Regions from separate parts of the Callithrix jacchus genome. Here region 2 is linked to region 1. Evidence: chromatin contacts called from public Hi-C data. All regions are on one chromosome and are shown on one strand. Each heading gives the region's core, a stretch centred on a gene start, on an enhancer-like site or on the middle of the called end of the contact. The rest is flanking DNA. Distances are from core to core; before and after follow the strand shown. Region 1 holds the start of PAX9 (paired box 9). Region 2 overlaps MIPOL1 (mirror-image polydactyly 1).

What was found. Hi-C and Micro-C count contacts between places; a contact is called where the count stands out from the background.
Region 2: a contact with region 1 is called in a Hi-C map of induced pluripotent stem cells, with 7 times the contacts expected there. The contact joins the enhancer-like site here to the promoter of PAX9 in region 1. A contact is called at or near these places in 2 of 3 Hi-C or Micro-C datasets (induced pluripotent stem cells and skeletal muscle).

What each region holds. Positions count from the first base shown.
Region 1 is chr8:71,287,021-71,292,769 of calJac240_pri, reverse strand. It overlaps PAX9 (paired box 9), which reads right to left and starts at 2,119. Exons shown (of 4, transcript XM_035260363.3): 1 at 1,944-2,119; 2 at 551-1,177. The coding sequence starts at 1,947.
Region 2 is chr8:72,262,710-72,268,433 of calJac240_pri, reverse strand. MIPOL1 (mirror-image polydactyly 1) reads right to left here. Exons shown (of 15, transcript XM_078334795.1): 15 at 1-5,724. FOXA1 (forkhead box A1) reads left to right here. Exons shown (of 2, transcript XM_017977060.4): 2 at 1-1,788. Among named protein-coding and RNA genes, the nearest start is that of FOXA1, 6.9 kb to the left of the region's middle. Within about 2 kb of position 3,228, at least 4 of the 16 cell types and tissues checked have an H3K27ac peak or open chromatin away from gene starts, as enhancers often do.

The sequences.
Region 1 (5,749 bases), core at 870-3,369:
ATAAGAACGAAACCAATTAGTTGACATTTGAACTTCCTGCCGGAGCAAATTTGGCCTGATTGCCAAAATGGGAGAATACTTCAATTTCCACCGCGTGCTGGACTCCTCCCGGGCGTCTGTGATCCCCAAGCAAGCTACTCTGCCTGCAGCGGCATCTGCAGCCGGCAGCCCCAAGCAGGCTCAGGCCTCCCGGGCTGCCCCCCAAGTCCGGCCCGGACGCTCTCTTCAAGTGAGCAAGCCGGGCTGAGGCCGCCTCGGCTCGAGAGGCGGGGGAGGGTGGAAAATGCGAACCATGTGTTGGGGATGGGGGGATGTTATGGGTCTGGTAGTTTGAGATGAGGCAGGAGACTGTGTGTGGCAAGGAAACCAGGGGCAAGCGTTTCAAGTTAATGAGATCAGGACACCCCCTAGGAAGACTCCTTACGTTTCCAAAGGAAAAAGCCTCAGGTGATAGGAAAGACAGGGTCCCAGAGGCCGCAGATAGTGGGACCTCCGCGGGAATGCGGAGGCAGATGCTGCACATCCACACGCCCTGTCTCTGAGCCCCTACCTTGGTCGGTGATGGAGCGGATGCCCAGGATGTCAGTGACGGAGTGCGAGGAAGGCCAGGTGCGCGGCATGGCCACCGAACCGGGAATGGCAGGCACCCCGGGTGGTGTGGGCACCTTGGCAGCCGCCGCCGTGATAGGACTGGGGTATGAGTAGATGTGGTTGTAGGGCAGCGCTGGCTGCGGTGCCGGCTGGTGCTGCTTGTACGAGTCGTAATGACCCTGCTGGGCCAAGTTGCCGATCTTGTTGCGCAGAATGCGGCTGATGGAGCTCACCGAGGGCACGTTGTACTTGTCGCACACACCGTCCGCCAGCAGGCGGTCCCGGATCTCCCAGGCGAAGATGCCAGGGTCCCTCTGCTTGTAGGTCCGGATGTGCTTCACCACGGTGGGGGTAGTGACCCGGGGCTTGCTGCCCCCGATGGCTCCTGGCAAGATCGAGCCTGTTTCGTTGTAGCGCGCCAGGATCTTGCTGACACAGCCGTGTGAGACCCGTAGCTGGCGGCTGATGTCACAGGGTCGGATGCCCAGTTGGGCCAGTTCCACGATGCGAAGCCGGATGGCGTTGGGCAGCGGCCTCCCGTTCACGAACACTCCACCCAGCTGGTTCACCTCCCCGAAAGCTGGCTCTAAAAAACGAACACACAGCGCGCGGAGACGCGCACACGCTGCTTGGGACAGCCGCCTGCCACTGGGCCTCCCTGCGCGTCCGGGGACTGGGCGAACGCACCCGTCCTGTACTAACGACAGGGGCTGTCCCCAAGCCAAACGATTCCTGAACAAAGCCGAACGGGCCCAACTGTCACGGTCCAATCGGACCCCCTCCCTCATTCCTGCGGTGCCAGAGGCCCCTACAGCCAAGTAAAGTGGTGAGACTCAGGGCCTCTCCAAGCGTTCAAAAGTCCTCCGAAGCAGGACGGGAAATCGGTCTTGATGCCTAAACGCGCTGCTTGTAGCCTGCTCCTCACTAAATTTCTTGGGCCACTCCCTCTTTACTCATCCCATCCCCAGCGTTCCTCCTGGAGACCCGGGCAGTTAAACAAAGTCTAGGAGAAGCTAGAGGTGCTTTTTTTTCCCTCCTGTTTTGTTTGTGTGTATGCGCGCGTGTGAAGCAAAACTTGGTTTGCTACGGGGGCTGCGGGGCTTGCTGATGCCATAGTTCCCTTCTCTTAAAATCAGAAAATGGCATCAATAGCCAGCCAGTAGCCAGCGTTCACATTGAACTCCTGTGCGCCGCTGACCCTTAGCGTGTTCCTACAACTTGTAGGAACACGAGCAAAGTCAATAGAAAATGTGAGCGCTTAGTGGCGCGCGCCCTCTCGCTCCCTCCCTCCCTCCCTCTCTCGCTCGCTCCCTCCCTTCGCGGCTCCGACAGAGTCTTCCACCGCCACTCACCCATTGCTCCGAGCAGTACACCAACCCGGCCCCAGTTCCGCACAACCAGACAGAAACTTTCCGCAGGGCCGCAATGGCCCGGCCTGTTGCTACCCCGAGCCGCCGGCGCCTCCGCTTCTTCCCAGGAGGTGGAGGCGAGAGTGCAAAAGGAAGAAGTAAAAGGAAGTCTGTGCCCCGGTGAAAGAGGCTTGAGTTCTGCATTTCAATCTAAGCTGCAACGTGGGCTGGGCTGAGCAGGGCCGGGCGGCTCCGTCTATCACTCACTGGGGACACGCCCTCAAAGAGGCGGGCCTGAGGGCGAGCTGCGTGGTGATTGGTACGGGCCGGTGAGCGGCAGGGCAGTCCAGGAAACTCCTTCCGCTATCTCTTTCAGGCTGGCCCCCCACCTGGGTGACTAAATACCACGAAAATGGGTGTTTGACATCTTCCCAGAAGCGACACAAAAAGACAGCAAAATCAGGCTGGTAAAATGCTGAATAAACAAATGAAAGAGTCTTATCTGAGTATGAATGATTCGAAGGGAGAAGGGACCCGAGGAGACCTCCTCAGGGGAACGATGGACGTCTCAGAATTGAAGTTAAAACCCTAAGTGGGAGGCGGGCGCCACGGTGCACGGGGGTGGGGAGTTGTCTTAGCAAAATCTGTCGAGAGGGCCACCGGAGAGAATCTGTGTCACCTGCCGATTCTACCTAACTTCAATCCATGCCAGGTGGAGAGAGCGCAGGTGTGAGAAGGTAGGCCCGCCAGAGAAACCAGGAGGTTACGGGGAGCCCGAGCCACAGGTGAGGGCCACTGTTAAGGCCAGGGAGGCTCCTCCTACCGCCAGCTTCCCGCGGCAGCCCCCCACCCCCCAGGTGGACTGGCCAACCACTAGCCACGCAGGCTCAAGGTAGGGGCCACGCCGTGTGCCGGGAACTGAACCACAGGAGGCTAACGCGAGGGCACTGCCCCAAGTCCATTGATTGCCAGTGCCTGGGGCACTCACTACGGAGTCCAAGGCTCTGCCACATTCAGCCACTGTCCTGGGCCGCTGGGCCTTGGTGCCAGGGTTTGTGAGGGTTCTCCAAACCGATTTCTAGAGAGTTTTGTTTGTATATAAAAGAGATCTAGTCTCAAGAAAGTGGACACTGATGCTGCACATGGATGTAATTCCCTCTTCTATTAAGCTCCCAGAGGTCCTTTGGTTCTGCCTACTTCTGAATTTTCACTTTTGTTCATGCTAAGTCTAATCTAAAGTTTGCTGTATGCTTGTTGGCAGCCAAAGTTATTGATATTTGCAGTTAGGGTTGTGGAGAATGTGAATAAAAATAATAAACAAGAAGAAAATATTTTCGTGAATTTGGGAGTTTTTACTGCTTGGGGTCGTGAACTATGCTACTGCTACTTGACAATCCACAAGGCTCTTTGTCCACGCAGGATTCAGGCTGCTTCCCCAACAGTCCCCAGGGATGTGTGTGGCTCTGTTAAACCCAGGGAAGCTGGTCCCAGATCTTGGGCCAGTAAGTTACAAGAACCCAGGACAAAACTGTGATCAGCCATGCTTCTGCAAAGGAACAGATCTCCAGATTCCCACTTGTATAGTGAGGATGCACTCTAAATTCGGTTACCTAACAGAATGAAGGATGTGAAAGATACAGATGAACTAAAACACCATTCTTTACAATCGTAATCTTGAAAAAAGTCCCACAACTAGACATACTTGAACTTGTCCCTTTTTGTTGGTTGGTTTCAAATGTTTAAAATCTTCTTAAAGTTTGATTTGATAGAAATTTCACTCTAGTCTGACCCCAATATCTGTTGAGTGACACCGTGTGGCACCGCCTGGCATTTTTACATAAGTAGAGCCTTCGGAAATCTAAAGATTTTAGAAGCAGAAGCGCCTTCTTAAGGCTGATACATTAATTGAGTTTTTGACGCATCGGAGGGGAGTTTACGACTTTGCCTTAGGCTTCAGGAGGGAATGAACATGCCCAGCAACTTGATCAGGAATCCTCCTTCCTCCTCACAGACAAGCAGTGAGTGTCGTCCTCTGCGCAGAATGTGATCTACCTCCGTGCACCCAGGGAGAATTCGCAGTCGGCAGGGCTGCTAGGCGGATACGAGGATATTCGCCTACCAACATGCAAAACCTAATGCCCCGCGGGGTGTCTGGGGACTCTTCGAAAGCTTTAGCAGTTCTACAGCACCAGCCTAGGGTAAAAGGTTACTGTTTAGAGCTCTGGCCATTTGGAGGTAACATACAACCCCCTCTTGTTCCCACCAACTCCTTTGTCTGCCACACATCTCCCCAGTTCTCACACAGATTCAATGCCATCTCTCCCTTTCCATCTTCTGGACTTGGCTGTGACCATGTGGCCTTAGATGCTGCGGACTCCCTGGGCGCATCAGGGGTAGCATCTCAGTGGGCAGGGGGCCTGATCCGCGGCGCCGGCCGCTCCCCGCAGACCCCACTCATACCGTCGGTTGCAGGTACTGGGTGCTCTTAACATTGTCAAGAGCGCAGAAAGAACCCATTTTAGGTGCTTTGGGCCACTAAGTATCCACCGCAAGCAGAGGACCCCGCTCTGGGAGCAAGAGAAGACAAAGCTGCAGCGGCAGACGCTGTCAGTGAGACCCCAGCAGAAGAGGGTGACGCTGAAGCCTTCCCAGGCGCGGACAGAGTGCTGGGGCGAGGCAGGCACTGAGCTCCACCGAGAGACGACGGATCTGAGGGAGAGAAAGAGGGATAGAGGAAGGAAGAGAAAGAACATTCAGGTATAGTCAGTTCCAATGGGCGTAAGGACGTAGGACTTAGAGAAAAAACAAGAGTCAGCTGGAGTCACTGCCCCCTGGGTACTGGCCAGTCTGGACCCAGGAGATCACAAAGAGATTAGAAGAATTTCAACTAAAAGGAGAAATTTAAGACCAAAACCAAAACACAACCAGTAAGGCCTGCAGCTGGCTCAGGCCGGGGAGAAGCCAAAAAGCCTTTCCCTAGTCTCGTCGAGGCCTCCTCCGAGGGGCGACCGGCTCTCTGGGTAAATATTTACTCAGTGGGAGACTGGAAGCCAGCCGGGCCTAGAGTGTGAAGGAGGGGGGCTACACAGGGTTGGAGGGATCTGTACACTCGGTGCGGGCCGGATCCCGGTGTACACCCGCCCGAGGGGAGCAGTAGCCGGGGACTCCGGGGGCGGCTCGGCCTAGGCGTGCGGCTGGGGAAGTTTTAATCCCTACCACCGGCTCGGCTGGACTCCGCCCTGCCCTCGAGGACCCCAGCCAGATGCTGTGAAGTCTCCATAAATCTGTCAGCCCTCCCAGTGCCGCGGGCAGTCACCTGCTGCGCCCCCTTCCAGGCACTAGAGCGGCTGGCGGAGAGACGCGGAGAAGCAACAGGAATCTAGCCCGGTAGACTGTACCCGAGGGCTGCTGAAGTCAGACCCAAGCACTGCAGGTTGTGCGGAACGCGAGGACCCCTCCCTGAATCCCCAACCCAGACCGACGCCGGCTAAGCTGCTCCGCGGGAAGGCTGCTCCTCCGGGTCTACAGGTCTGTGATGACTGCGGACGGGAGGATAGGGCGAGAGTGAGGTGTGTGTGTGTGTCCTGGAGAGAGGCTGTTCTATTCCGAGTTGCAGTAATGAATGACTAGCGGAGCTAGCAGAAAATATTAAGGAGCTGATTCCTCCAACTTGCACCCTGCTAGGGACAGGACCCCCAGGCGAGGCCCAGGCGATGGTGCCCACCTCTTTTCCACTCAGAGGAGTTGCGGGGATTGCAAGACAGCCAGAGTCCGAGTCCGGGACTGGGATTTTCACAGTGCATTGACTT
Region 2 (5,724 bases), core at 1,979-4,478, 970 kb before region 1:
TGGCCATGCTGGTAGCAAGAATGAAAAAATTCAACAGCAAACAAAACACAAACCAAACCGACAACAGCATAATAAAATCCCAACAACTATTTTTATTTCATTTTTCATGCACAACCCTTCCCCCAGTGCAAAAGACTGTTACTTTATTATTGTATTGAAAACTCATTGTGTATATTACTACAAAGACAACCCCAAACCAACCATTCTTTTCCTGGGAAGTTTAATGATCCACACGTGTATATATAAAATTCGCCTCCTTCCTTGCCCCCCTCCCTTTCTTCCCTCTTTCCCCTCCAGACAACATTCTAGTCTGTGCAGGGTTATTTAAAACAAAACAAAACAAAAAAGGAAGATGGTCAAGTTTGTAAAATATTTGTTTGTGCTTTTCCCCCCTCCTTACCTGACCCCCTACCAGTTTACAGGTCTGTGGCAATACTCTTAACCATAAGAATTGAAATGGTGAAGAAACAAGTATACACTAGAGGCTCGTAAAAGTGTTGAAAGACAATACTGCTATGTAGCAAGACATAAACAGATTATAAACATCAGAGCCATTTGCTTTTCAGTTTACATTTCTGATACATGCAGATAGCAAATGTCTTTAAATGAAATACATATATATTGTGTATGGACTTGATTATGCACATGCTCATATGTGTAGACATCCTTCGTATATTTACACAACATATAGAGGTAATAGATAGGTGATATCATGATGCATTCTCAAGAGTTACTTGACTGAAAAGTTACAAGGACCCCAACCCCTTTGTCCTCTCTACCCACAGACTGCCCTGGGAATCAATTCCTCAGGAATTGCCCTCCAGAACTCTGCTTCTTGATTTGCAGAGTGCCATCCATGGTCATGTCATTCTGAGGTCACATAATGTGTAAAATTAGCTTCTATGGGTGTGTACCATTTAAAGAATATTTTCTTCCAGAAAAATGGAATATTATGATGTTGGAGGAGAGATAAGTTATAGGGAGCCGGATTTCAAAACGTGGTCCAAGATTCCAAAATCCTATTGATTGTGGCCATGTTAATCATTGCTATCATGTGCTTGTTTCATCCAGTGTTAATGCACTTTCCACAGTTGGACATGGTGTTAGTATAGCCAGACGGGTTTCATTATTATTTCTTTTTGCTTTCTCAATATTAATTTATTGCATGGTTTATTCTTTTCCTTTACAGCTGAAATTGCTTTAAATGATGGTTAAAATTACAAATTAAAATGTTAATTTTTTCAATGTGATTGTAATTAAAAGTATTTTGATTTAAATAACAAAAATAATACAATATTTTAAGCCGTGGAAAATGTTCTTGATCATTTGCAGTTAAGGACTTTAAATAAATCAAATGTTAACAAAAGAGGATTTTTGTTATTTTTCTTCACTTAACTAAATCCGAAGTGGATATTTTAAATACGATATTTTTCAAATTCTAGAACTGAATATAATGACAAAAACAAAAATAAAATTGTTTTGTTTTTGATTTTAACGAATGTCTATCTAGTAAAAAGCAATGAAAGAAAATCAAGTAAAGTGCATAAATTGAATTAATACTCCAAGAATTGAGATTTTTATGATTCTTTGTTCCCAGTGATGTTTACTTCATTTTTTTCTCACACCGGCTTAAGCCTTCTGTGCTTCCTTTGAGCCTTTCCACTACAAAATCAAATATTAATTTAACTACCTTTCCTCCTCCCCCAATGTATCACTTTCCTTTATCTGAGAATTCTTCCAATGAAAATAAAATATCAGCTGTGGCTGATAGAATTAAGTTGTCTCCAACAGCGACTCCTGAACCCTCTTCTCATTAAAAGAGAAACAAAACTTAGCCATCAGGGTAGCTCTGGAGGAGGTGGGAGGAGGGGAGTTAATTCGCTCTGGCAGGGGCAGCGTTGTGCCGACAAGACAATTTAGGTTGGCCCCTATTTTGCATTTTGTGAAGAAATTTTTAAAATTTTTATTCAAAAATATCTTACCTAAGTACTTAAAGTTGATTATTTGTTTGCCTTCTAAGGACTTTTAAATGCAACGTCACACCCCTTAGTTGCTTGGGATCACAAAATGAGTAATCTCCTTTGATAGCAGGCTCCCTTTCCAGTCCACCTATTTCTTTGTAAGTCTTGTTCGGATTGACATCAACAATAACAACACCAGCTCAAGCAGAGGCCGGCCTGCCTGAGCCCTTGTGTATGAACTCCATCCTCACCAGGGCTTGAACTTGGACAGCCTTTACTTTGATCGCCCCACTCGACACCGGGGACAAGATAAAAAGAGCTGTGTGAGTCGCTTAATTATAGCGTAATTGCCTTCCCAGATGAGAGAAAGGGTGCCATGTAGCACTTGAGAAAAAACCAGAAATCCCACACCCCAGCTCACTTCAACTAATGAAAGGAGGAGATGAGGGAAATTACTAGTTTGAGTAATTTCAAACCCTGGTTTGGAGGCCTCGCAAGGACATTAAAGTCCCCAAGAGAGGAAAAAGCTTCCAATCCCAACCGTTACTCATATTTACATAAGGTAAACAAACGTTGGCAAATTCAGCTTCCAAATGTAATATAAAGGCGTGGGCTTAGGCCTGGGAATCCCGCCCCCACTGAATCTAAGATGTCTAACTTCTGTGCTGTCCCCTTTCTCATTTTCAACGTAAAAGAAACATCAGTGCCTTGCCTTCACCCCACAAAGCTTAAGCTAGCCTTAGTTCTTGCTCTCTTACTTGCCGGAGACTTTTTCTAGTTAAGCGGTGAAGGGGGCACTTTGGAGGCCTGCCTCGGGAGTTGGGCTGCGGGGAGGCTGCAGGCTCAGCCCTACCTCGCGGGCTTCTCGCGGTTCTCAGATCGCACACTCAGCCACCTCTGGGCGATGCGACCTGCCGCCCGCGCGTTACGACGCGCGCGGGTTGGCGTCCAGGACAGCTGGTTGCCAGGGAAGGCGGACAGAGCAGGACAGCAAGCATCTCGAGGTGACAAGTGCAGTTAGTTCTTCATTGTTTGGGCATTTTCCCTTCCAAGCGAATAAATCTCCTGTTGAGCCCGGGACCTAAAAGTCAACAAAGAAGGCCAGCCGCCTCGTTACGGCTCCAGCGGCCCCGGCTGCCCGCGTTACCGCGGCTGCTCCCGCTGCGTAATCCCTTCCTCGGAAACCCCAACACACAAACGCCCGGGCGCCCGGGTCGGGGCGTTCCGGCCCAGGGCCAGGAGGAAAACATCTGTGGTTCCGAGGGAGTGCGGGGACCCTCCCCGAGAGCGCCGCCTTTCTGCCACGACCCACCCCATCCACTTTTCGTCTCGGTGTTTCCACATTTCTTCACCTCGCCAGCTCTTGAAGACCAGGGCCGGAAAGGGCCTGCTGACCGCCCCGCCGCGTTGTCCCGCTCGCAGGATTTAGGAATTTCGCCCGAGAGGGGGAGGGGTCCTCGGAGAGGGGAGGGAGGGGGCGGGGAGGGGCGAGGAGGGAAAGCGTTCCTCCCGACCCGAGTGTACAGCTCCGGAGGCACTCGGATCCACCAACGCCATCGAGAAAACACTTCCAGAAAAAAAGGAAAAATAAATGTTTTGGGAGTGTCAGGGGAGGAGAGCTGCAATTGTTACTCTCACCTTGCGTTTGGGAAGCGCAGGTCTGAAACATTTTTAAGGTGATAAAAAGAGAACCAAAGATAGGAAAGAAGAAAAGCTCATCGGTTCTATTCAGCAAAAACTAAACAACTCTCAAGTGTTCACAAGTAGAAGGAAGCTCCGTCCATTTTCTACATGATGACTAATACTGTGTTTAAATCAAAGACAAAATTTAATTTCCATTGTCCCTTTGTGATCCCCCTTATACAGATTAAACTGGTGAGAATTATTAGGGAAGGAGGGATTAAAACAAACAAGATCCTATTAAAGCTCCTAACCTCTGTTTTCATTTTCTGAAGGCTAGATACCTGATTGATTTCACTGTAAGTATAAAACACATTATTTTTATCAGAAGTCTAACAGATTTGAATGAGCCATGACAGAAAAGAAGTCCTGAAGTGATAAAAATGTAAGCCCTTGTTTTGGCATTTTGAAAAATTGGTCTCAATTCCACAAACATGCTTATTAAGTTTTTTTTTTTTTGCAAAAAACTGCTGAGATCAATACAAATTCCTTTCAATGTGAGCCAAAGTAGGAGACCTGTAGCCCAAATTAATTAACCTTTCCTCAAGATCAATTGGCTTTCTGTTGATTTAGCAGTAATATTGTAGAACATTTAGCTATAATGTATTTTAATGTGATACCTCAATGTCAAGAGGAAAAAATGTGTTGAAAAATAAAATTGCTTAAATAATTTAATATACATTTTATACATTTGTAAAAAATATTTTGCCTTCAAAAATTAAATAATTGTAATAAAGTGTGCTTTGCAACCAAATGGAGTTAAGAACATGCCTAATTACTCCAAAATAGTTATATGCAAAAAGGTGATTGTTTTAAAGATACCTAGAACTAAATAGGTAATCAAATTATGCTGAAATTGAAAAACAAAATTTTCTCAAACTAAAAGAATCGTTAGAATCAACTGATCCTCATGAGAGTAAAAATGTAAGAAAATGAAATGAAAAAACGTGAATATTTCACAATATTCCTGTTTATAAATAGAATCTATTTGGAAAGGTAAAGGATTTTTTAAAGTAGCCACTTATGCAAGTTTTATTCTCATCCACGATGTTATTTAGTGCATCCAAATAACTTTTAACAACAGATTACCTTAAATCTTCTGTTTTTTTCTTCCAAATAGTTAAGTTTGGGGGGATAACAGCCCCACTGGCTTTTCTCTTTTTAGCCCCAGCCCAGCGTGGTTCTTTGAACTTTGGCCAGCTGGGAGTGCAGCCCTCAGCTTTTTGTTCTCCACCATCATTTTACCAAGCAATACGGGGCTGGAAAATACTCGTGTCGTTCAATTTCAACTTGTAAAATGCATGCATTTTCCTATTATAAACATTTAAAAACACCCGACAAGGGAAAAATCCTCACTTGCCACCTTTCTTTTTCTATTTAACTTCCTTATTTCTTCAATTACCTTAGCTGTGACTACACTGTAAGAGCAAAGCGCATGGTGAGAGTGAGCTCACCCTTGCAGCCCCGGGAAATAAAGAGCCCTCCTTCTTCTAGGTGCCACTCTGTGATCTTTTGGGGTTCCCTATGTTCCAGTCAACCTACAGGACAGAGGCAAGATATTCTCCCTCAATATCCGGGAAGGAAAGGGCTTAAGTACAATCGTGCTGGAACACATCAGAATCCAGGTGGAACGCAGGTCAAGTCACTAGCGAAATCAAGTTAAGAACCAGGCCAGTGATACCCACGGCAGGCCTGACTCAGAGTTTAGGTGTGAGATTGCCTTGGTTTGACTTTTACGTCTCTTAACACCCGTTCAAGATTACAAATCGGGGGCTTTTTCTTTTCTTTTAATTTCTGGAACCAAGAAAAAAACAACGTGGAAATTCCCCCCAAAGCATTGCTTGGAAATACGGAACAATGAATTAAATTGGAAACCTCCTTAGTCCCCCTCTCCCCCTCCACACCTTTAAAAAGGAGTATATTTGTTACTCTTTTGCTTGCCAGCTCATATCCCGGGTCAGTTTTTTGGTTTCTCTCTCTTACACTAAAGGATTGTTTTAAAACACAAACAATTTAATGAAAAGACTGTAAGGGGCTTTGCGGCGGTTTGTATCCTTTGTATGTTTAATTTTAAAGGTCCATT